Linked DNA regions of Mus musculus: all the other regions are linked to region 6. Evidence: chromatin contacts called from public HiChIP or PLAC-seq and promoter capture Hi-C data. All regions are on one chromosome and are shown on one strand. Each heading gives the region's core, a stretch centred on a gene start, on an enhancer-like site or on the middle of the called end of the contact. The rest is flanking DNA. Distances are from core to core; before and after follow the strand shown. Region 1 overlaps Rsbn1l (round spermatid basic protein 1-like). Region 2 overlaps Ptpn12 (protein tyrosine phosphatase, non-receptor type 12). Region 3 holds the start of Rsbn1l (round spermatid basic protein 1-like). Region 4 overlaps Phtf2 (putative homeodomain transcription factor 2). Region 5 holds the start of Orc5 (origin recognition complex, subunit 5). Region 6 holds the start of Pmpcb (peptidase (mitochondrial processing) beta). Region 7 holds the start of Ptpn12 (protein tyrosine phosphatase, non-receptor type 12).

The links. Promoter capture Hi-C pulls out the DNA fragments that hold promoters and counts their contacts. HiChIP or PLAC-seq counts read pairs in DNA pulled down with a chosen protein or histone mark.
Region 1: an HNF4G HiChIP or PLAC-seq map of pancreatic cancer cells shows a contact between it and region 6. The contact joins the enhancer-like site here to the promoter of Pmpcb in region 6. A contact is called at or near these places in 9 of 39 promoter capture datasets (the 3T3-L1 cell line, 3T3-L1-derived adipocytes, the C10 cell line and 5 more), 1 of 484 Hi-C or Micro-C datasets (pro-B cells), 5 of 115 datasets of contacts at active chromatin or transcription factors (astrocytes, embryonic stem cells, kidney and 2 more) and 3 of 9 other capture datasets (embryonic stem cells, embryonic tail and liver).
Region 2: a promoter capture Hi-C map of the C10 cell line shows a contact between it and region 6, with 4 times the contacts expected there. The contact joins the enhancer-like site here to the promoter of Pmpcb in region 6. A contact is called at or near these places in 8 of 39 promoter capture datasets (the 3T3-L1 cell line, the C10 cell line, the HPC-7 cell line and 4 more), 1 of 115 datasets of contacts at active chromatin or transcription factors (embryonic stem cells) and 1 of 9 other capture datasets (liver).
Region 3: an H3K27ac HiChIP or PLAC-seq map of extraembryonic endoderm stem cells shows a contact between it and region 6, with 12 times the contacts expected there. The contact joins the promoter of Rsbn1l here to the promoter of Pmpcb in region 6. A contact is called at or near these places in 14 of 39 promoter capture datasets (the 3T3-L1 cell line, 3T3-L1-derived adipocytes, the C10 cell line and 8 more), 1 of 15 datasets of contacts at CTCF or cohesin (large pre-B cells), 1 of 484 Hi-C or Micro-C datasets (Sertoli cells), 8 of 115 datasets of contacts at active chromatin or transcription factors (the 230-238 cell line, astrocytes, embryonic stem cells and 5 more) and 1 of 9 other capture datasets (adipose tissue).
Region 4: an H3K27ac HiChIP or PLAC-seq map of large pre-B cells shows a contact between it and region 6, with 3 times the contacts expected there. The contact joins the enhancer-like site here to the promoter of Pmpcb in region 6. A contact is called at or near these places in 2 of 39 promoter capture datasets (both in the C10 cell line), 1 of 15 datasets of contacts at CTCF or cohesin (large pre-B cells), 1 of 115 datasets of contacts at active chromatin or transcription factors (large pre-B cells) and 2 of 9 other capture datasets (adipose tissue and liver).
Region 5: a contact with region 6 is called in a promoter capture Hi-C map of pre-B cells, with 10 times the contacts expected there. The contact joins the promoter of Orc5 here to the promoter of Pmpcb in region 6. A contact is called at or near these places in 14 of 39 promoter capture datasets (3T3-L1-derived adipocytes, the C10 cell line, the HPC-7 cell line and 11 more), 1 of 484 Hi-C or Micro-C datasets (pre-B cells), 7 of 115 datasets of contacts at active chromatin or transcription factors (craniofacial prominence, embryonic forebrain, embryonic stem cells and 2 more) and 2 of 9 other capture datasets (adipose tissue and embryonic tail).
Region 7: an H3K27ac HiChIP or PLAC-seq map of extraembryonic endoderm stem cells shows a contact between it and region 6, with 4 times the contacts expected there. The contact joins the promoter of Ptpn12 here to the promoter of Pmpcb in region 6. A contact is called at or near these places in 6 of 39 promoter capture datasets (the 3T3-L1 cell line, the HPC-7 cell line, embryonic stem cells and 3 more), 1 of 15 datasets of contacts at CTCF or cohesin (the NIH/3T3 cell line), 1 of 484 Hi-C or Micro-C datasets (CD4 T cells), 6 of 115 datasets of contacts at active chromatin or transcription factors (astrocytes, bone marrow-derived macrophages, embryonic stem cells and 2 more) and 2 of 9 other capture datasets (adipose tissue and liver).

The regions. Positions count from the first base shown.
Region 1 is chr5:20,924,319-20,927,018 of GRCm38.p6, reverse strand. The region is part of intron 2 of Rsbn1l (round spermatid basic protein 1-like); the gene reads left to right. Among named protein-coding and RNA genes, the nearest start is that of A630072M18Rik, 25 kb to the left of the region's middle. Within about 2 kb of position 1,383, at least 20 of the 459 cell types and tissues checked have an H3K27ac peak or open chromatin away from gene starts, as enhancers often do. A contact at or near this core is called in pancreatic cancer cells, where this site is marked.
Region 2 is chr5:21,004,605-21,007,304 of GRCm38.p6, reverse strand. It overlaps Ptpn12 (protein tyrosine phosphatase, non-receptor type 12), which reads left to right. Exons shown (of 18, transcript NM_011203.3): 9 at 1,890-1,956. Among named protein-coding and RNA genes, the nearest start is that of Ptpn12, 50 kb to the left of the region's middle. Within about 2 kb of position 1,399, at least 11 of the 459 cell types and tissues checked have an H3K27ac peak or open chromatin away from gene starts, as enhancers often do.
Region 3 is chr5:20,950,522-20,953,221 of GRCm38.p6, reverse strand. It overlaps Rsbn1l (round spermatid basic protein 1-like), which reads left to right and starts at 1,400. Exons shown (of 8, transcript NM_001080977.1): 1 at 1,400-1,965. The coding sequence starts at 1,437. It overlaps A630072M18Rik (RIKEN cDNA A630072M18 gene), which reads right to left and starts at 2,233. Exons shown (of 1, transcript NR_030699.1): 1 at 1-2,233.
Region 4 is chr5:20,863,429-20,866,128 of GRCm38.p6, reverse strand. The region is part of intron 1 of Phtf2 (putative homeodomain transcription factor 2); the gene reads left to right. Among named protein-coding and RNA genes, the nearest start is that of Phtf2, 17 kb to the left of the region's middle. Within about 2 kb of position 1,363, at least 54 of the 459 cell types and tissues checked have an H3K27ac peak or open chromatin away from gene starts, as enhancers often do. A contact at or near this core is called in liver, where this site is marked.
Region 5 is chr5:22,548,974-22,551,673 of GRCm38.p6, reverse strand. Orc5 (origin recognition complex, subunit 5) reads left to right here and starts at 1,336. Exons shown (of 14, transcript NM_011959.3): 1 at 1,336-1,482. The coding sequence starts at 1,411. It overlaps 6030443J06Rik (RIKEN cDNA 6030443J06 gene), which reads right to left and starts at 1,261. Exons shown (of 3, transcript NR_102315.1): 1 at 1,202-1,261.
Region 6 is chr5:21,735,760-21,738,459 of GRCm38.p6, reverse strand. Pmpcb (peptidase (mitochondrial processing) beta) reads right to left here and starts at 1,300. Exons shown (of 13, transcript NM_028431.2): 1 at 1,184-1,300. The coding sequence starts at 1,282.
Region 7 is chr5:21,054,545-21,057,244 of GRCm38.p6, reverse strand. It overlaps Ptpn12 (protein tyrosine phosphatase, non-receptor type 12), which reads left to right and starts at 1,334. Exons shown (of 18, transcript NM_011203.3): 1 at 1,334-1,596. The coding sequence starts at 1,498. Gm42221 (a long non-coding RNA gene) reads right to left here and starts at 1,178. Exons shown (of 4, transcript XR_880864.3): 1 at 774-1,178.

The DNA.
Region 1 (2,700 bases), core at 134-2,633, 810 kb after region 6:
ACATCATAAATCATATAAAAACAATTTATGTTACAATAGAAATAAAAACAATCTCAGATTTACTTAGGAATGTCTGAATCAGTGATGTTCTCATTAGGCAGCTGGGAAGCCATTGGCTGGCCTGTTAAATTAGATGGTTAATCTAATCAATCAACCCTTTGACTTGGATTTATTTCAGTAAATTTGGGTGTGGATAAACATTTATGTTCACAAGGGGAAAAACCCTGCAATATCGGATATGAAACATAGCAACTAGTTTACGTTACTTATGGTATACGTGAACTCTCCATCTTTATTTCATTGTTTGTCACATTTATAAATATTTTTTGTTTCTTTACATAATAAACTTTTGTACAAGTCAGAATTTTACACTCAGAGATTTGTTTATTTTAGTATGTTGCCTGAGTATATACTGTGTATATGTAGTGCCTTCAGAAATCAGAAGAGGGTGTCTGTCAGATGAGTTTATAGGTGGCTGTGAGCCAATCAGTGTGGGTGCTGGAAACTGAACGTAGGTCCTTTGGAAGAGCAGCAGATGTTTTAACCACTGAGCCAATTCTGCATACTTAGAGTTTTCTTTTCTATAACGTTCTTTACACCTTAAAAGAAATATATCACCTATTAGTAGATGACTTCTTGGTTGATGTTCTCAATCCTTTTGTTTCTTTTGCCCCTGTGGTCTTGTAACTTTTATTTATTTTAAAAATTTTATTTATTTAAGGTTTTTTTGCTTTTTGTTTTTTAAATTGAGACAGGCTCTCATTATGTAGTCTTGGCTGACCATGAGCTCTTTTAGCCTAGGCTGGTCTACAAATCATGTAGAACGCCTTCCTCTGCCCCTAGAGTGCTAGGATTTAAGGACATGTGCCTCCATGCCTGGCTGCTGTTTTCTTTATTCATTTTTTTTTCAAAAAAAATTGTTCTAATTTATTCTGTGTGTTTGAGTGTTTCGGTTTCATGTATGTATGTATACTGTGCCTGTGCCTAGTGCTGGTAGAGATCAGAACAAAGTGTGTGATCCCATGTAACTGGAGTGACAGGAAGCTGTGAACTGCCATGTGGGTGCTGGGCTCTGAGCTCAGGTCTTCTGAGCTGAGGTGTGTGTGCACCATCACACCCTGTATGTACAGTAGCCGGGATTGAAGTCGGCAGGTATTCCCACCTGTGCTTCCACTGTGCTTCAGGTTACACTGTAAGCCTCTGAGGCAGGCAGGCAGGCAGGCAGGCAGGCAGGCAGGCAGGCAGGCAGGCAGGCAGGCAGGCAGGCAGGCAGGCAGGCAGGCAGGCAGGCAGGCAGGCAGGCAGGCAGGCAGGACTTGAGAGCTGCAGCTAGCCTTTAAGCAGCTGTGACTCATGCTCCCTCCGTGGGTTTACTCAGCTGACCCTGCCGGCTTAGTCTATTAGTTGTCTTGTCTTTATTTGTGTGTGCAGTGACACATAGTTATGCTATTAGAGGAAAAAGTCTGTGGCCTCAGGATACTTAAGCTATATGTTCTGACACGTAGATTTCTAGAGAGTGTATACATGAAAATATCCTACTGAACTGAAGGTTTTCTAGGAATATATAATATTAACTGGGACTTTGAAGTAGATGGAAAAATTAGACATTTTGAACTGTAAGGGTGAAAGATGAAGACAGAGAGTGAGGTAGGCTTAGAAACTGTAACCTTGGGGACTAGAGAAATGGCTCAGCAGTTAAGACTGCTCTTCCGAAGGTCCTGAGTTCAAATCTCAGCACCATATGATGGCTCACAGCCATCTGTAATGAGATCTGACACCCTTTTCCAGAATGTCTGAAGACAGCTACAGTGTACTTAGATATAATAATAAATAAATCTTAAAAACAAAAAAAGAAATTGTAACCTTTAAATGGCTAGGGCATTTGAAGGAAACATTTCTGTAGTGGAGATAAGTAATGATTTATACCGCTTTATGTTGCTGGGAAGATTATGTAAGTAAAAGTGAGGAGTGTATAATCACTCAGGAGGGAGATATGAAACTTTCATTTAAAAGAATAATTTTGGGTTTAAAAAGCAATAAAGTCAAAACTATCCTTCCTCCTCAGTGTATAGTATATAGGTAACTATACAAGTAAAAACATGCTTCATTTGGAAAAGGGACTCTGCCTTTGTAAGTACTGTGTCGGCTTTTATTATCCAGCAAAAGCACTCTCTGTTGACCTCTGTGTGGATGTGGCCAGGGGGTGGAGTCAGGTATTGCTGTGGTGGAGCAGAAAACTGCTCAGCTTGTTAGGGGTGGTACTCGCCTACTACTCTGTATGCAGAGTGGTTTTTCCTTTTTTTTCTTTTTTTTTAGTGTCCATCTTTTCTTCTCTCCTTATAGGTTTCTTCTTTAATGTTACACGTTGTAACAAACATTTGAAAATAGAAACCTTCCTAAATCTTTTCTACCTGAATCTCATTTCCTTTGGGTTTTCCTTAAAACTTTTACTGTGCTGGGTTTAGAGAGATGGCTCAAAAGTAGCACTTGCTGTTCTTTTAGAGGGTTCTAATAACTGTTTCCAGCATGATTAATCACAACTGTCTGTAACTCTAGTCCCAGGGGATCCAAATGCCTTCTTCTGACTTCCTTGGTAACCAAGCATGCATGTGTGCACATAATATAGATGTTGGCAGAATACTCATTTATATATATATGAAATCAATAAATCTTAAAAAAGTAGACTTATGGGCTGGAGAA
Region 2 (2,700 bases), core at 150-2,649, 730 kb after region 6:
CCAACCTCCTAAAGGGGACCAACTGGGGACCAAGTGTTCAAATGTGTGAGTCTGGAAGACATTACTCATCTAAACCACCTCATCCATGCTTAAGGTCTACATTTATAGTGTATAGAAAAATGTTAGGGAGAATACAACTTTTAAAAGAATAAATGTTGAATCAATCATAAAAATAGAAGGTTCACAGTAGTTTACAGTATAATCATGGTTATATTGTACAGTAATGTATAAGATATTTCAAAACCTAATTTTAGAATTTCACTAGATAAATATGTATGTTTCCAAGTAGTATAAAATTTACTTGATTCCTTAGGCAGTTTTTCTATTTTCTATCTTGATATTTCAAAAGACCTTAGAATCAGAGTTTCTCAAAAATCACACTAAATTTGTCCTGCTAAACTATTTGTATCTGTAATTGAATTTTACTATAAGAAATAAATAAAGAAAACACAGCACGGTAGTTATGCCTGTAATCCCAGCATTCTGGAAACTGAAGCAGGAACATTATGAGTAGGACACCAACATGAGTTCAATTCCCAGCAACCACATGGTGGCTCACAACCACCTGTATTGAGATCTGATGCTCTCTTCTGGTGTACTCATATAAATAAAAATAAATCTTTAAAAAAAAAAGAGAGATTATTGGTTAATTACTTTTTTAAAAGGTTGATTTATTTCAATTTTGACTTTTCTTACCTAACTGGTGTCTTTTGATTAGTAAAGAGAGCTGCCTCCAGGAGAATTGGTTTGCTGGTAGATATACAGAAACCATCTAACAAATTACTAGATTAAAACAATCTTTTCATAGTTAATTAATGGTGGTCAAAAAAGAAAGCTTTTGTTCTGATATTGAAAGATAAAGAAATGGTTTAACTTGATTTTTTTTAACAACTTGTTTGAAATTATTTCCTGTTCCATCCTGTTATTCAGCCAATAACTATAATTCATAAGTCTATTTCAGTAGGGTTTTTCTAGTTTTAAAAATTATTTACAGGGTGGTGATGGTGGTGCACACCTTTAACCCCAACACTTGGGAGGCAGAGGAGGATGGATCTCTGAGTTTTGAGGCTAGCCTAGATAGACTACAGAAAGAGTTCCAGGACAGCCAGGGCTTGCTACACAGAGAAACCATGTATGGGGGAAAAATGATGATTTAATGCTGTTAGAAGACAGTGTGTTAACTGAAGTAACTTAAAAGCACATCTACAAAAGGAAAGAAAACGTACCCATTTAATATAAAGTGTGTTTGTTGGGATCTTAAAACCTATCCCCAGCTGGCTGGGACCTCAAGTACTCATGCCTCAGTCTCTGAAGTGCTCGTCACCATAGGCAGGCCTCCCACACCCAGCTCTAGAGCGAGCATACTTCACAAGAATGCTTCCTTCCATTTAATTAAAGTCGTTGTAAAAACAGTGTAGCTTCAGCGTGTTCTGCTGGAGCCCAGCCCGGGTTTGTCAGCTGCCTTTGTGTATGGACTTGGGTCACTAAGGTCACTGCTGCTTCTCTGAACTGATCCTACACTTGAGGCTTTCTCTCCCATACCTACTACAATTTACTGGGTCTTCTTGACCAAAACAGTAAAGCCATTGTGAGCATTCTATTATGCTTATAACTATTGAGAATAATTTTATCTCTACAGGGGGTTACTGGCGAGAATTAGACTTATGGGGGTAAGGGTTTACAGGTTCTTTGTGAGGCACTTACTTTTATAAATTGCTGAATTACATTTTTAAATATCAAATATTAATGTTAAGGATGGTACTGTACTCTAATTTGTATTTGATTTACTATGTAGAATTGTATCAAATTTCTTATTGGGGTATAATTAGCATACCTTTTATTTAAAGAAAAAAACAACAAATTTTTTTTCTCAAACTTTGTTCCCTTAGTGCAGGCTGTGGACGAACAGGTGCTATTTGTGCCATAGATTACACGTGGAACTTACTGAAAGCAGGGGTAAGAATGCCTTTTATATAGTATCATATTCAGTTTATTGTTATGTTAAATTTATAGTGTAGGTTTTTTGGTTTTTGGTTTGTTTTGGTTTTTTAGATATACTATATTTCTAGAATTAGTCTTACCATATAAAGAGCAATGTGGGTAAGTGTAAATGTTACAGCTGCCTTGAAACTATGAACTGCAAACCAGGGTGGGGTTTGTTTTCCACTGAGTGAATTCTTTCATGTGTAGTGTTTAAGAGTGCTGACCCCAGGGCCAAAGTGCCTAGAATCAATTCTGGGCTTGTAGTTCACTACCCATGGCATTTTAGTTGTGACAGTTGCTGTCAGCATTGTAGTTTCTACCTGTTATTTCCATTAAATTGTGTTTGAAACTGTGGAAGACACAAGGATCAGAGTCCCTTCTCTGAATGTGTATGTGTATGTTTCTTGTATATGTTTCTTTTGCTAGTTCTATACTATGTTCATTTTCTCTGTGTTATAGGCAAACTTTATCTTTCATAGCTTGAAATTTGCTATGAATATGTCAGTCAGCATTTTGTTAAAAAAAAAATAGGTTCAATGCTTAGTTTTCCTTTTACATCATCTTTTTCCCCCTACCATTGCTGTCCATCTGTCCAAGTCTCCTCTCCCTCCCCACCCCCCCAAGGCAAGAGCAAGTTTTAAATAATTCTTAAATAATCTCTCTGGGATAAAACTTCATTTTTATATTCCCCTAAGACTAATCTTTTTCTAATATGAA
Region 3 (2,700 bases), core at 151-2,650, 790 kb after region 6:
GCCCTGGATGTAGACATACTCATTCCCAGGTGAGGGAGATGAAGTGACTTTCTTTCTTATGCTCATCACCTTTCTTTTTCCCATTTCCCTTCTATTTTTATGTTGTGTGTGTGTTTTTAAAACTAGATTACACACATTAGAGAAAATATGCAAAATTTGTCTCTCTGGGTCTAGCTTCAGGGAATACTCTATATATTAACAATTTACTTCTAAAAACTAAAAACAATGAGGACAGATGCAGTGGTACACACCTTTCTTTAATTCCAGCACTGGGGGAAAGGGAGTTGGGCAAATGCAGGAAGATTTGAGTTCGAGGCCAGGCTGGTTTACAGGACAGCCAGGACAATATTGGAAGACTATGACTCAAAAAACAAACGAACCAACCAACCAACCAAAAAAAGAAAAATGTATTTACAAACAGCGTTAGATTTTGATGTGTTCCCCTCACCGAGTCCTAAAGAAGTGGGTTTGGAGTAAAAGAGGAGTAACAACAGACCATTGCAGTTTCCTGAAAGGCAACTGTTAGCTGCGGAAAGTAACTGCTAATGTCCCTCTTAGGGGATCAGAAAACTCCTTTTTCTTGCTGAGCTAATATGATCATGTGTTATCTTTACATTCTAATCTCACAAAAGATCTAAGACTTTAAGGCATGCTCTTGTCTAAAGCTTGAACTGTGTTGTAACCCATTCCCCCAAATTCCTTATCTTTTGAGATAAAAATCAAGGTACATGCTTGGCGAAGTTTCATAGCGCTGACTCTGAAATACAGAACTCTAACTGCATTTTCAAACATTTACAAACACCGCTAGTGGCTTTTTCCTGGTGTCGTTTAAAGAATAATTAAAGTGAAAACCTTTAGCACTCAAGCTCAATTTAAAGCCTCCAAACGGTGGGTGATTTTTATCTTCACGATCGGAAGTGATCCAAGTTCCAGCTCTGCAGAAAACTCTCTTTTAAAGTACGAACTTTTACGACCTTAGTTAAAATAAGGCAACTTTTCACCATTTCTGCCTTTGCTGATCGGACTCTCGACAAATTTTCTCCGAGACGAGCAACCCAGAACTCGTTTTTCAGAACCTGCAGAAGGGACCCAAGCCACCTCAAGGTAAAAAGAGAGAGCGGTACAAACAAGGCAAAGTCTTTGAGCGAACGGCAGCGCTACCTCGGTCCGGGCAGATTCGGGGCTCCCGAGCGACGGTCGGGAGATCCTCCCTTCTCAGCGAGCTCTCCATCAGCCGCGCCGAAAAGACCTCTGACCTCCAAATGAAGGTCCGCTCGGTGACCCCACCCCGACGGCTTCTGTCCGCGTCTTTGATTGGTTTGTTCCGGGATCTCTCAGTTTAGCGCGCCCAATGGGAGCTCGGCCTGGACCTAGGCACCCCGCCCCGCGCCCCCGCTCCGGGGAGCGGCGGAGAGTAAATACAACAGGAGCGCAAAATGGCGGAACCGCCGAACCCAGCTCGCGGCGCCGTGGCTCTCCTCTCTGAGAAGGAAGCATCTGGCAAAGTACAGCCTTCCTCGCGGGAGCCGCCGGGCTCTATGTCTGCCAAGAAGGTTCGCACCGAGGAGAAGAAGGCGCCGCGGAGAGTGAACGGGGAGGGGGGCAGCGGCGGGAACGGCGGGCAGCTGCAGCCCCAGAGCTTCGGCAGCCCGGCGGCGTGGAGCTTCGCGGCTCGGCCCGCCGCCTCCTCCTCGTCCACCTCTCGGAGCTGTTACTCTTTCTCCGCCAGCCCGAGCGTCTCCTCAGCCTCCGCTTCCTCGTCTCAGCCGCTGCCGCGCAAACTGCTGGTCACTCCCTCGCTGCTGCACGCTCAGCCTCACCGCGTCCTGCTCCCGCCCGTCGCTCCGCCGGCCGCCGCCAAGCCGCGCAGACCCAAGGAGAAGCGCGAGAAGGAGAAGCGGAGGCAGCACGGCCTCGGCGCCGCCGCCCGGGATGAGAACGGCGAGGCGAAGCCGCTGCCGCGAGGTGGGTGCCGCGCGGGGGAGGGGAGCGCCGGCGGCCGGCGGGGCTGCAGCCTTCCGCGGGGCCAGAAGTAAATGGAGCCTGGAGTTTCGGTCGCCGACCGGGGGGATGGCTGAAACTCCTGGTTTTCGGTGTCGGTTTCGCCTTCCAGTTAACGCGCAGCAGGACGCGCGTGAAGGAGTGGGTCTAGAGGACCCCGCTCCCCGGTGTGTTTTTGGCTGGGGAGGCAGAAGAGAACAGGTCTTTTAAAGATTACGAAAGGGATCGGACTGGATCGCAGGAAATTCATGTTTGCGACGCAGCTTCCAACGCCAGAATATCCTGTCCAAAAAAAAAAAAAAAAAAAAGTGGGTGGTCGGGTGTATTGGCGGAAGCTGGAAGCTCCCAGGGACCACGGGGACCAGGATGTTTCATCCCTACTAGGGAGATGAGGTCGTGCGCAGGGCACCAAGTGTGCGGTTTCTGAGGTGCCCACATTCCATATTGTTAAAGTGTTTTGCGTGGTCCTGTTTTAAATACTACCCTTCAGAAGCTTTCAGCCATATTCTTTTTTTTTTTTTTTCTTCTTTCTTTCTCGTTCAGCAAATGATAAAATCGGATGTTTTGACGTCTTTTGGCCAGATCAAGTGGCTTCAGAGTGTTTCTGCCGGGGGTGGGGTGGGGTGGGGGGGGGGAATTCCCAACTGTTTTTCAGTTTTCTTTTGTAATGTAAGCTAGCAGAGTTTTCCGTATTTTCTT
Region 4 (2,700 bases), core at 114-2,613, 870 kb after region 6:
ATGCACACCCACATACATGTGCTCACACACAACGTACAAATACCATGCCAACACATACACACAAATTACTCTTGTAGTAATACAATTATTGGAACATTATTGATCATATTTTCAGAGGTTAATGAATGATCTGGGCCAAGATGAATCTGAAAGGAATGTGTCAAATAGATGAGGAGGAAAAAGCTGTTAGGTAGATGAACTATTAGGGTTAGAAGGCAAGCATGGTAGTGTATGTTATATGTGTGTAGAATATGCATGTGAGTTGGCAGATGAGGAGGTAGGTGGTTGTGCTGAGTTTACAATAGATCTATGGGCAGTTTGTAGAAGAAAGACCTTATGTTTCTAGCGGAGGAAACTTTTCTTCTTCTTTCAGGCACTCAGAATCCCTAGAGGTTTTAAAGTGATGAAGTCAGGATTTTTGTTTTGGGTTTTTTTGTTTTGTTTTGTTTTGTTTTTTAATACTGAAAAGGAAGAAATAAGAAATTAATCTGAGTAGTCCTGGAATTAGAGAATGTGGGCATGTGCCAGGAGGACATGTGGTAGCTGGATGTGTGGTGAGTTGGTAGTGTACTGTATGCTTTCATATTTGCTGACTGGTTCCTATGTGTCACACAGAACTGGCAGAAGCAGCAAGAATAAACAGTAATGAGGAGGGTTTTGAAGTGTTATACAATATTTTTACACAAGCGCTTAATGTACAGCCCTGTAGTTGCTGTTTAGTGTCTTGAATTTATAGCAAGAATGGAAACCCTGTGTCTTTTACTTACTTCCTTCTGGTAGAAACAGCGGAAGTCAAAGCACAGCTGCTGCTAATTTATAATTCTGTCTTAGAATGTTTATACTGTCTTTAGTTGTGCCAGTAGCATAAAATATTTATTGAAAAAAAAAAGATGTCAAGAAGTAAATACAGATGGGTTGAAGAGGTACCACTTAGCCCTAGGAAGAGCTGTAGCCTCATACAAACTGGGTGTGGTGGTGCATCTCCTTAATGCCAGCATCGGAGGAGGCCAATCAGAAGTTCAAGGTCATCGTCATCTTCATAGTAAACTGAGAACAGCCTGTAACCTGAACTGTTTCAAAAATAAAGGTGAAAAACCTTAACAATAAAATGAAGGGATTTCTAAATAAATGCTAAAGAAGATCACAGAATTTTCTTACCGTAAAACCAAAGGGGGAAATGCATGTTGGAAGATGGTGAGGGGTTGAGAAAGACTAGGGCTGGATGGAGAGAGACAGTGATCTACAGTGATGCTAAACACTTCAAAAGTAATGAGCAAGAAAAGTGAGCCATGTGGATAGGCTCCAGTTAGTTCTAGTCCCATGACACTAAGGAAATGTAAATCAAAAAGAAACTGTAAGTATTCTCAGAGGAAGCAGGCAGCAGAACAGTCAAGGGAAGTTCCTGTGTTGCTCCTGCATAGAAAAACTGTACCTCAGTGGGCTCGAGCCACAGAATCTTAGAACCTCACCTTTTACTTCAGCACAGTTGGGCAAGCAATTCACTCCCTAAGTACTTCCCTTCCTTCCTGTTAATTTTGACTATCTCTGGAACACAGCTTCTTTGTGCTCTCAGAAAATACTTCCCAGAAGATTTCACCTCAGTGTTGCCGGTCTCTTCTTAATAACTGCTAATTTCTTAGCTCCAGCTAACCAGCATCGATTGTCCCAGTAGTCTCCTTCTCTTGACTAATATTTAGCCAGAGACAAATGGCCAAAGCTGCCAAAGTTCTGCTGCTTGCTAGGGCTGAAACATGGCTCAAATCACTCACAGCAACAGTCTTCCATTAAGCTCATTAAGCTCATTAAGCGCCACTTAAAACATTTCATGGCTTTCCAATTCCAAAGTCCCCAAATTCTTCCAAACAAAAACATGGTGAGGTTTATCACAGCAATACCCCAATCCCTGGTACTTCTCTCTTAAGGTTTTACTGCCGTGAACAGACACCATGCATGACCAAGGCAACTCTTGTAAGGACAACATTTAATTGGGGCTGGCTTACAGGTTCAGAGGTTCAGTCCATTATCACCAAGGTGGGAGCATCCAGGCAGACATGGTACAGGAGGAACTGAGAGTTCTACATCTTCATCTGTAGGCTGCTAGCAGAATACTGGCTTCCATGTAGCTAGGATGAGAGTCTTAAAGCCCACACTCAAAATGACACACCTACTCCAACAAGGCTACACTTCCTAATAGAGCAACTCCCTGGGCCAAGCGTATACAAACCATCACACTTTCCTAGCTACTGTACCCACCTTTCATCCCTCCCATTTTTAATCTTATTAACTAAAACCTGAGTATACTATGTACTACTCTTGTTTATCCAAGCATTTTGATCATAATGTGTGGTCAGTAATTTTTGATCTCTAAATGCAACCAAATTTAAATAAAATGTTGAAGTTCTGTTGACAGTATGGAAAAATCACATGGAATGCTTATTTGGTTAATGCTTTTGTTGGTAGCAGTAAGATCATGTGTAGATTTGGATCAAGCTTGCTTGGTTGATGATAGAACTTTTTTGTGGGTAAATAAGGTAGTTAAACCATTTAAAGTGGATCACATCTCATAATTGAGTTTTCCATGAATCACATCAATCAAAACACAAAATGCTTAATCATATACACTGTAATTGGGTATTTAATGGATATTTTAGGCCTTTAAAACAAAATGCATCAAAGAACAGTAAGAATTGTAGGGGATTT
Region 5 (2,700 bases), core at 87-2,586, 810 kb before region 6:
AGTGAAAAAGAAAGAAAGAAAGAAAGAAAGAAAGAAAGAAAGAAAGAAAGAAAGAAAGAAAGAAAGCAAGCACCTTCAATAAATGGTGCTGGTCTAACTGGCAGTCTGTATGTAGAAGAATGAAAATAGATCCATATTTATCATCTTGCACAAACCTCAAGTCCAAGTGGATCAAGGATCTCAACATAAAACCGGATACATTGAGTCTAATAGAAGAGAAAGTGGGGAAGAGCCATGAACACGCTGGCATAGGGAAAATGTCCTGAATAGAACACCAGTGGCTCAGGCTCTAAGATCAAATATTGATAAATGGGACCTCATGAAACTGAAAAGCTTCTGTAAGGCAAAGGGCTCTATCAACAGGACCAAACAGCAGCCTACAGATTGGGAAAGGATTGTCACTAACTACTTATGGTAGAGGCTGTGGAGTAAGGGGAATACTTCTTCATTGCAGGTAGTAATTCAAACTTGTACAACCACTTTGGAACCAAAGTGTGTGTGTGTGTGTGTGGTAATTAGATTTCCTCCACAGGCAGTTGTATTGTTCAATAATACATAATGGGCCTCTTTCTAATATGGGTGCCGTGTTTTCCTTGTCTTTTTGCACTGTTTATGAAATCTATGTGTAGCAGACACTGCGTACATTATCTTTTATTCTTAAAAATACTCTACTATAGTCCTTATGTTCTATATAAGGAAGTTTATAAATAAACGGTTCAAAGATTCTCCCAACATCTCAAAATTCAGAAAAAGTTGAGTCAATGTTTCCAGACCAAATTTTTTTTTCAGGACCCAAAGCCCTCTCTTTGGACACGAATTTTCTTATTCCTATACATTCTTTCATTTCAAGGCTTTTCTTCTTCCAGGTGTCCTATAAATGTGCAAGGACAACGTTAATTTTACTGATTACCCTCACTAACACTCGAATACTTCCACATCTAGTTTCAAGCTTGCAAAGACAAACAAATGATTTTATTTAGTTAGTTCCACAGAGTTCCCATTGTCCACTTTCTTGCCAGAGGAAAACCAATTTTTTTTTAAAGAATACTCGTTTCTGTCGGTACTTTTATGTGTGCGGCTTTCTGGAGGGAACTGAAGACACAGAAGGTGGGCGGTGAGGTGCCCCCAGGTCGCCCTTCAGCTTGTGTAAGGGTTTCAGGCTGGAAAGCTCAGGCCAGAGTGGGAAGCGATAACCACTTACCAGTAACCGACCACTGAGCACCGCCGCCTGGAGACTAGAGCGGCCCACGTTGTCGCGCGGCTCCCTGACGTCACTCGACCGCGCTGGCTCCGCCCCCAGCCCAGGCTTCCGGCCGGAAAGCTTGCGGTTGTTCTACGTGAACCACGCCTGAGTGGCGCAGGGCTGACCGGAGGCCAACTGCTCTGCAGTATCAGGTGGTGCCCGCCAAAATGTCTCACTTGGAGAGCATGGTCCTCTGTCGAGAGGCCCAAGTGTCCACTTTGCAGTCCCTGTTTGGAGAGGTATTGTAGTCAGACTGCTTCCCAAATGCCAGAGGCGAATGCGTCCTGGATCCGTTCCGTTTGGGGGGAGTACTGTGTGGATTGCGAGGCGGTAGGCTATCCCCCTTATGTTAAGATGGAGGTGCGGTATGACTGCCCCACACTTACCCAAAGAAACTTCTCAGTCTATTTTAAAGGAGACTGCAGAGGAAGAGCTGGCCTGCTCTACAGGACGTCGGCTAGGAAGTGCTCCTTTTACTTGGACCACACTTTGGAGATTATGTGAGCCCCAAATAGCTACTGCAAGTTGCTGCAGAACAGGGTTTGGGTAGGAAGTCTGTTTGCAGAGTGTTTACTAAACGCCAGTTCGCCCGTTGTAGTGAGGTATAGATTGGGTCAAATACAGAGAGGTGATTGGCTTCAAGGCCAATTAGGGTAACGCTGTGGTTTAGCCTTTAAAATCCTTCAGCTTTTCTAGAATTATAAAAGCCAGGAGAAGTCTCGCTTGGGTTTCTCTCCCTGCCGACCAGATGAGATGATTTAGAGGGGAGAGGTTAGCCTCTGAAGTGAACACAGGCTGAAGTAACATTCATTTCTCTCAGTTGCCTTGCATTGTGCTCATTAATTAGAATTGATTGCACTTGGATCTTATCTGGGAGATGAGCAAATACAAATAGCCATTTAGTCTTCCTTTAGAAATGTACTTTCATCCAGCAGAGTGTCGGATCCAGTGCGTCTGTGGTGGCAGATGAAATAGTCATGGAAAAGTACTTCCCTCCATCTAAAAGGCGTCATGTTAGCAATTCTAGAGGTCAGCTGCATCTGTAGTTCCTAGTTATAATGCTTTCAGTTATAGTTACCTATATTATTGAAATGTATAATTGTTTATGCTCTGTACATTCCTTCATTGGACTTGATAAACCCAGATTATTCTAACCAAAAGTACTCCTCTTTTTTTGAGGAATACTTTATTAGCAAAATAAGATAGGTAGGGCTGATTTAGCAGTGGGTCCCAGAAAAGGCTTCACCTTTGCTCTTATTTAATACTACATCTAACAAAAACAATATTTTTCTTCAAGGAAGTTTGCATGTGGGAAATACAAAGAACCACTATAGCAAATAGCTACAGAAGAAAAAAGAGCTAGCTATGCTCGTAGAAGACTAATTTATATGTTTAGCAAGTGTGTATTTTCTGAGCACTGGCTCTGTGTGTGGCACTGTGCCAGATTCAGTCTTGTG
Region 6 (2,700 bases), core at 51-2,550:
AGTGAGACAGACGGGATGCTCCTGTTCACAAAGGACAGACAGAAACAGGACAGATGCTTCAGAGGCTCTCGGGCCAACTGGTTTGACTACAGACGCTTCAGCAGCTTTTTCATGTTTTCATATTGAAATGAGAAAAACGTATTTCCTAAACCCTGACCCAAAAACCTGAGACTGACCTAACCGCCAGACACAGTGGTGGTTTGAATAGGAATGGACCACAGAGGCTCACAGATTTGAACACTTAGTCATCAGAGAGAGAGACTACTAGAAGGTTGGAGGAAGTGTGCCACTGGGGTGGGTTATAGGGTTTAAAATGCTCAAGCCAGGTCCATTATCTGTCTGTCTGTCTGTCTGTGTCTATCTCTTGCCAACCCAGATGTAGAACTCTTGGCTCCTTCTCCACCACGTCTGCCAGCACTCTGCCATGCTTCCTGCTCTGATGATGATGGACGAAACCTCTGAACTGTAAGCAGCCCCAGCTAATGTGTCTTCCTTTATAAGAGTTGCCATGGTCGTGGTTTCTTCACAGCCACAGCCACAGGTACTTAAGAAATGTGTACGAGCCCGCACTGTCCTGCTTCTGTGACCCAAAGGCTTTCTGCTCCCTGATCAAATAATACACCATGACCTGACTGTGCCCTACTGTGTAGGGGCAGGCGGATCTGAGGCCAGCCCGATCTACAGGGCAAGATCCAGGACAGCCAGAGATGTTACACAGAGAAACCCTGTGTAACAACGATGTCTCAAAATATCAAAACCAAAAGCAAACCCAACTTCAAATTCATAAAGCGCTTGTCCTAGTTTCCTTTTCTCGAGAGAGAACAGCCCGACATACAATAACATTGGTAATAGCAAACTAACAGACAGACAGACAGACACACACACACACAGAGAGAGAGAGAGATCCCTTTGGAGCAAGACAACTCTCAAATAAGGAAAACGCTGGGATAAAACTCGGATGAACTGAGGTTGACGCTGTCTGGTTTGGGTGTCCATGGGCTGAGGATGGCGCTGTCTGGTTTGGGGGTCCACGGCTCCTTTTCTTACCTCCCGCGGGTGGCGTGGAGGGGGAGCAGCCGCCCCGCCCCCTCTGCGCCCGGCCGCAGCGCCCCGGGATAGCGGATCCGGAGGCCCGGCCCAAAGCACACCGGGAGCCGCCGGGGCACGGCGGAGCGAGACTCACCTGAGCAGCGGCGCGGCGAAGCGGAAGCCTTCGTGTAAATCCCCACAGGCGCCGCCGGGCCTCTGGCAACAGCGTCCGGGATAGAGCGGCCGCCGCCATCTCTGCGGTGGAGAAAGTGGAGATGTACTTCCGGGTCATGACTCCAGGCCCCAGAACTAGAGGCTGGCTCCACCCTGTGGCGGCAGCAGGAATTGCAGTCTCTGAAATTCCTTTGATTCTGTGTCTGGGCTTAGAACCCTCAATCCCTTCACCCTTTGACTCCCTCCCCAGTTCGCTCCAAATAATCAGGTCTGTAGAAATGATGTGCAAGACACACAAGGGACAAAGTGAACGGAACATGTATCCCCAGGCGGTTGGAGTTAATCAGAGAGATCCAGTGCGGGAGGGACAGACACATTGAAGGATCTATCATGTTGGTCTTCGTTGTTCTAATGTTTATAGCGTTGCTTATTCTATTCCATAGGAATACCTTTGCCGAGATTGCTACTAAAAGACAGACGCTTTACAAACATAATCTTACATTCTGTTACCATGATTTAATGTTATTTACTTCCACGTCTTAGGGCTCTGCCAAAACAAACTGCTCTTACCCGTTCCTGGGTGCCTCTTTATCCACATACACTCTAATGAAACTAAAATTTGTCAAATAGCCACTTTAGCCAATTGTCCCAGGGTTTGAGGCTTAACGAAAATAGCAAGCACTTTTTAAAATTAAAGCTTTTTATTTAACTTATTATGGGGAGGGGGTGGGTGCATGCCACTCCAAGCTTGTGGAGGTCAGAAGACAACTTTATGCAATCAGTTGCCCCTTCTACCTTTGCATGAATTCTGGGGGTGGAACTCAGGTGGACAGGCTTGCACTGCAAGTGACTTTACCCGCTGAGCTGCCTGCAAGCCCCTAGCAAGCTCTTTTCTGTGAGGAAGCGACTATTACTTTGCTAATTTTACAGTGGGAACTGAGGTATTGGCTGCCTAACAGGCTGTTTAACACTAAAGAGTGTGCGCTGTAACTTTAGAAGTTGGAGTTCTGTCTAACTTGACCCCTTGTTGCCTAATACCTAATTTACATTATCGTTCAGGTATCCTTTTCCCACCCAGCCTCCTCTTTTAACTATTCACCATTTAACAACAAGACAGGAAAATCCGGGCCGGGCGTGGTGGCGCACGCCTTTAATCCCAGCACTCGGGAGGCAGAGGCAGGCGGATTTCAGAGTTCAAGGCCAGCCTGGTCTACAAAGTGAGTTCCAGGACAGCCAGGGCTACACAGAGAAACCCTGTCTCGAAAAGCCAAAAAGACAGGAAAATCCCTTGGGCGCCTCATTGTCAGTTTGTAGCTGTAATGGTGACAACCAGTCAAACGTCCAAACCAGGAACTCCATGTCACCTTTGGTTCCTGCCTCTGACTTTCCACTCTGACTTCTTGCTATTTTATCGATAGCCATTCTAAGTGTAGAAGTTTAGACAACTGCCCTCCAGCTGGCGGCGCTGTTTGCGAAGGTTGTGGAACCTTTAGGCAG
Region 7 (2,700 bases), core at 85-2,584, 680 kb after region 6:
TATTTTAGTATGGAAAGCATCTCTTGAAATGCTTTGAGAGAAGTGAGTTGGTACATATCAGATGCATTATTTCCTGTATTTTATTTTAAAGTGTAACTGTATATTGCTACTCACATGTGTTGTCTTCGATTTTCTTTTTAATTAAATTTCACAGTGCGGCCAAATATCGGTTTAGGAAATGTTTCCTGCATTGATATTTCCTATCTTAAGCATATTTCCTGGCAGCCTGTTCTGTGAAAACATGTTTTTTGTTTGTGGGTGTAGGTGACCAAAGTCAGTCCATGGATCAAATCCCTCAGTTGTGCAACTGTGTACTACTACAAACTCTCGTCCTTTCGAGAAAAAGTAAAAGTTAGAGTCAAAGTAAAAGAACCTGCGTTTTAGTTCTGACTCCACATGAACATGTTGGGGGGGTGAACTTTGGACAAATCATTTCTATTTATGAAAGGACAGATTGCATCAGCACGCTCTCTGTCTGCTAAGAGTCACAAATTCTATTCTACGAAAGAATGTCACCCATTCAACTCTGAAACCGTGAGAATTTAAAGATAGGAAGCAATATTGTCTTCCTCTTGGCAAAAAAAGGTGCAATGAGAAAGATGCATTACGAATTAAGAGCTTTCCCTCACTGGGATTAGAAAGATTGCGAAGAGTAAACCCTTTCACTCTGGAAACTATTGGCTTCTCCTAGCCAAAGTGCCAAAGCCTTGGGAGACCCTCACCAAGGCATTCGTAAAGCGAAGGTGAAGGCTCTACTACAGTTCCCAGCATACCTCTGTCCCACCCTGCTCCGGGCACTCCTGCAGGCGGGTCTTGTAGTCCCAGCCCGCGGCCGGCAGTAGCGCTGAAGCACTTTTGGAATCAGCTTTCCCTCCCCGCCAAACCCGGAGGCCGCAAGCCCCATCTGAAGTTTACTGTCTGACCCACTGGGCTTGGCCGGGCTTCCAGACGTAGGACGTCCACCAGAAGCCAGCCTCACCGCAGCGAGCGGCGAGCGCCCTAGGAGAGGGCCACGCCCCGGAAGCGGCTTCCAGCCACTCAGAGCGGGCGGGGGCGGGCCCGGGCGGGCGTGCGGGGGCGGCTGGGTCTTCGCTCTGGGGCGGGGCCGCCGTACGAGCCCGCGCGTCTGGGTGGCGGCGGGGGCGCGCCCGTGGGGAGAGGCGGCTGCGGCTGCTGGTGGGGGGTGGGGGGGGAGGCAGAACCGGGAAGGGGGCAGGGCGAACTGAGAGCCGTGTTCCTGAGGCGGCGGCGTCTCGGACTGAGGAGGGCGGGGAAGGAGGATGGGGCAGGCTGGGGGTTGGGGCCGGCGCTAGCCCGCGGCTCGCCTCGTAGTAGGGGAAAGCGACGCTGCTCTTTAAGTTGCGCGGGGAGCCCGGCCGGTGCCGCCGCAGCCGCAGCCGCCTGGCGCGGCGGGGAGGGAGGGCGGGCCGGAGCGAGCTGGGGAAGACGGAGCGGGCGCTGCGGCGCGCGGGCGGGCGGCGGGGGGGACGCGGGAGGATGGAGCAAGTGGAGATCCTGAGGAGGTTCATCCAGAGGGTCCAGGCCATGAAGAGTCCGGATCACAATGGGGAGGACAACTTCGCCCGGGACTTCATGGTGAGTGTCCGTTCTCGCCGGCGCCTCGTGTCGCCAGCCGCCGAGCTCCCCTCGCCTCTCCCGGTCGGTCGGGGCTGCCAGCGCTTTGTGTGCGGTGCGAGGACAGGCGCGGGGCGCGCGCCCAGCCGCGAGCGCCGTCGGCGAGCTTGCGGGAGGCGAGGTCACCCCCGCCCCTCAGCCTCTCTTTTCCGCGGCCGCTACCTGCGCTCCCCGGCCCAGCCCGCTCCGGCCCCGCCGCCCGCGACTACCTATTGTCTCCCCGGCCGGGCGGCGGCGGCTGGAGTGCGGGCTCGCCTTCCCACGCCTGCCTTCCCCGCCTGCCCCTCCGGGGAGGGTCGAGGCGAGCTGTCTGGCTGCGGCCAGCGGAGCGGCTCGAGGCTGCCGGAGAGCGAGGGTGTAGAGCATTAACTCGCTGGGTCCCTGTACGGATGCCGGCCTTGGTCCGAGTGGACGGCAGGACGACTCCGTGTCTGGGTTCACAGTTATTAGCTCAGCGCTTGCCAGAGGCTTGACCATAAGGAATCTCATGGTTTACCTGATCTCCATTTATCTGGTCAGGTTTCTTTTCGTCCTGAGACCCAGGTTTGAGGTGGCTGTGAGGCCAGTGTGACTTTAGATCGAAAAGGGAGGGGGATATCAGTGTGGATGGGGGTTATCCTGAAGGAAGCTCACTCCGGACTTGAGGGGATATTGCCGAAGCCGGAGGGGATGTGACTATCACTTCCTATCCGGGGTGGGGGTGGGGAAGCTGGGAACAATAGTCATGGTAGGGTGGAGGCGACTATATGGGCTGAAGCCCTGGGAGATAACCTTCCCGTCCCCCCTTTTCCGCCACCCCCCTTTCCGCCCTCTGCTTGTGTAGGCAGGCTTGAGTGAGTGGAGGTGGGGGTTAAAAGTCTAGTATGTGAAATTTCTCTAGGTGCATAATTGGAGAGAGGGTATCAATTCCGAAGGCGTGGGACCAGAAGCTGACTTCCTACATTACCCCCTCCTCGCTCCTTTTATTTTTCTGTTGGACAATGTTCCCTCTAGGGTTGTTTCCCGGCTTTGGAGGCGGTGGTTGCGGCTGCTGCTCCTACGGATGTTGCGCAAGACTGGGGCGTT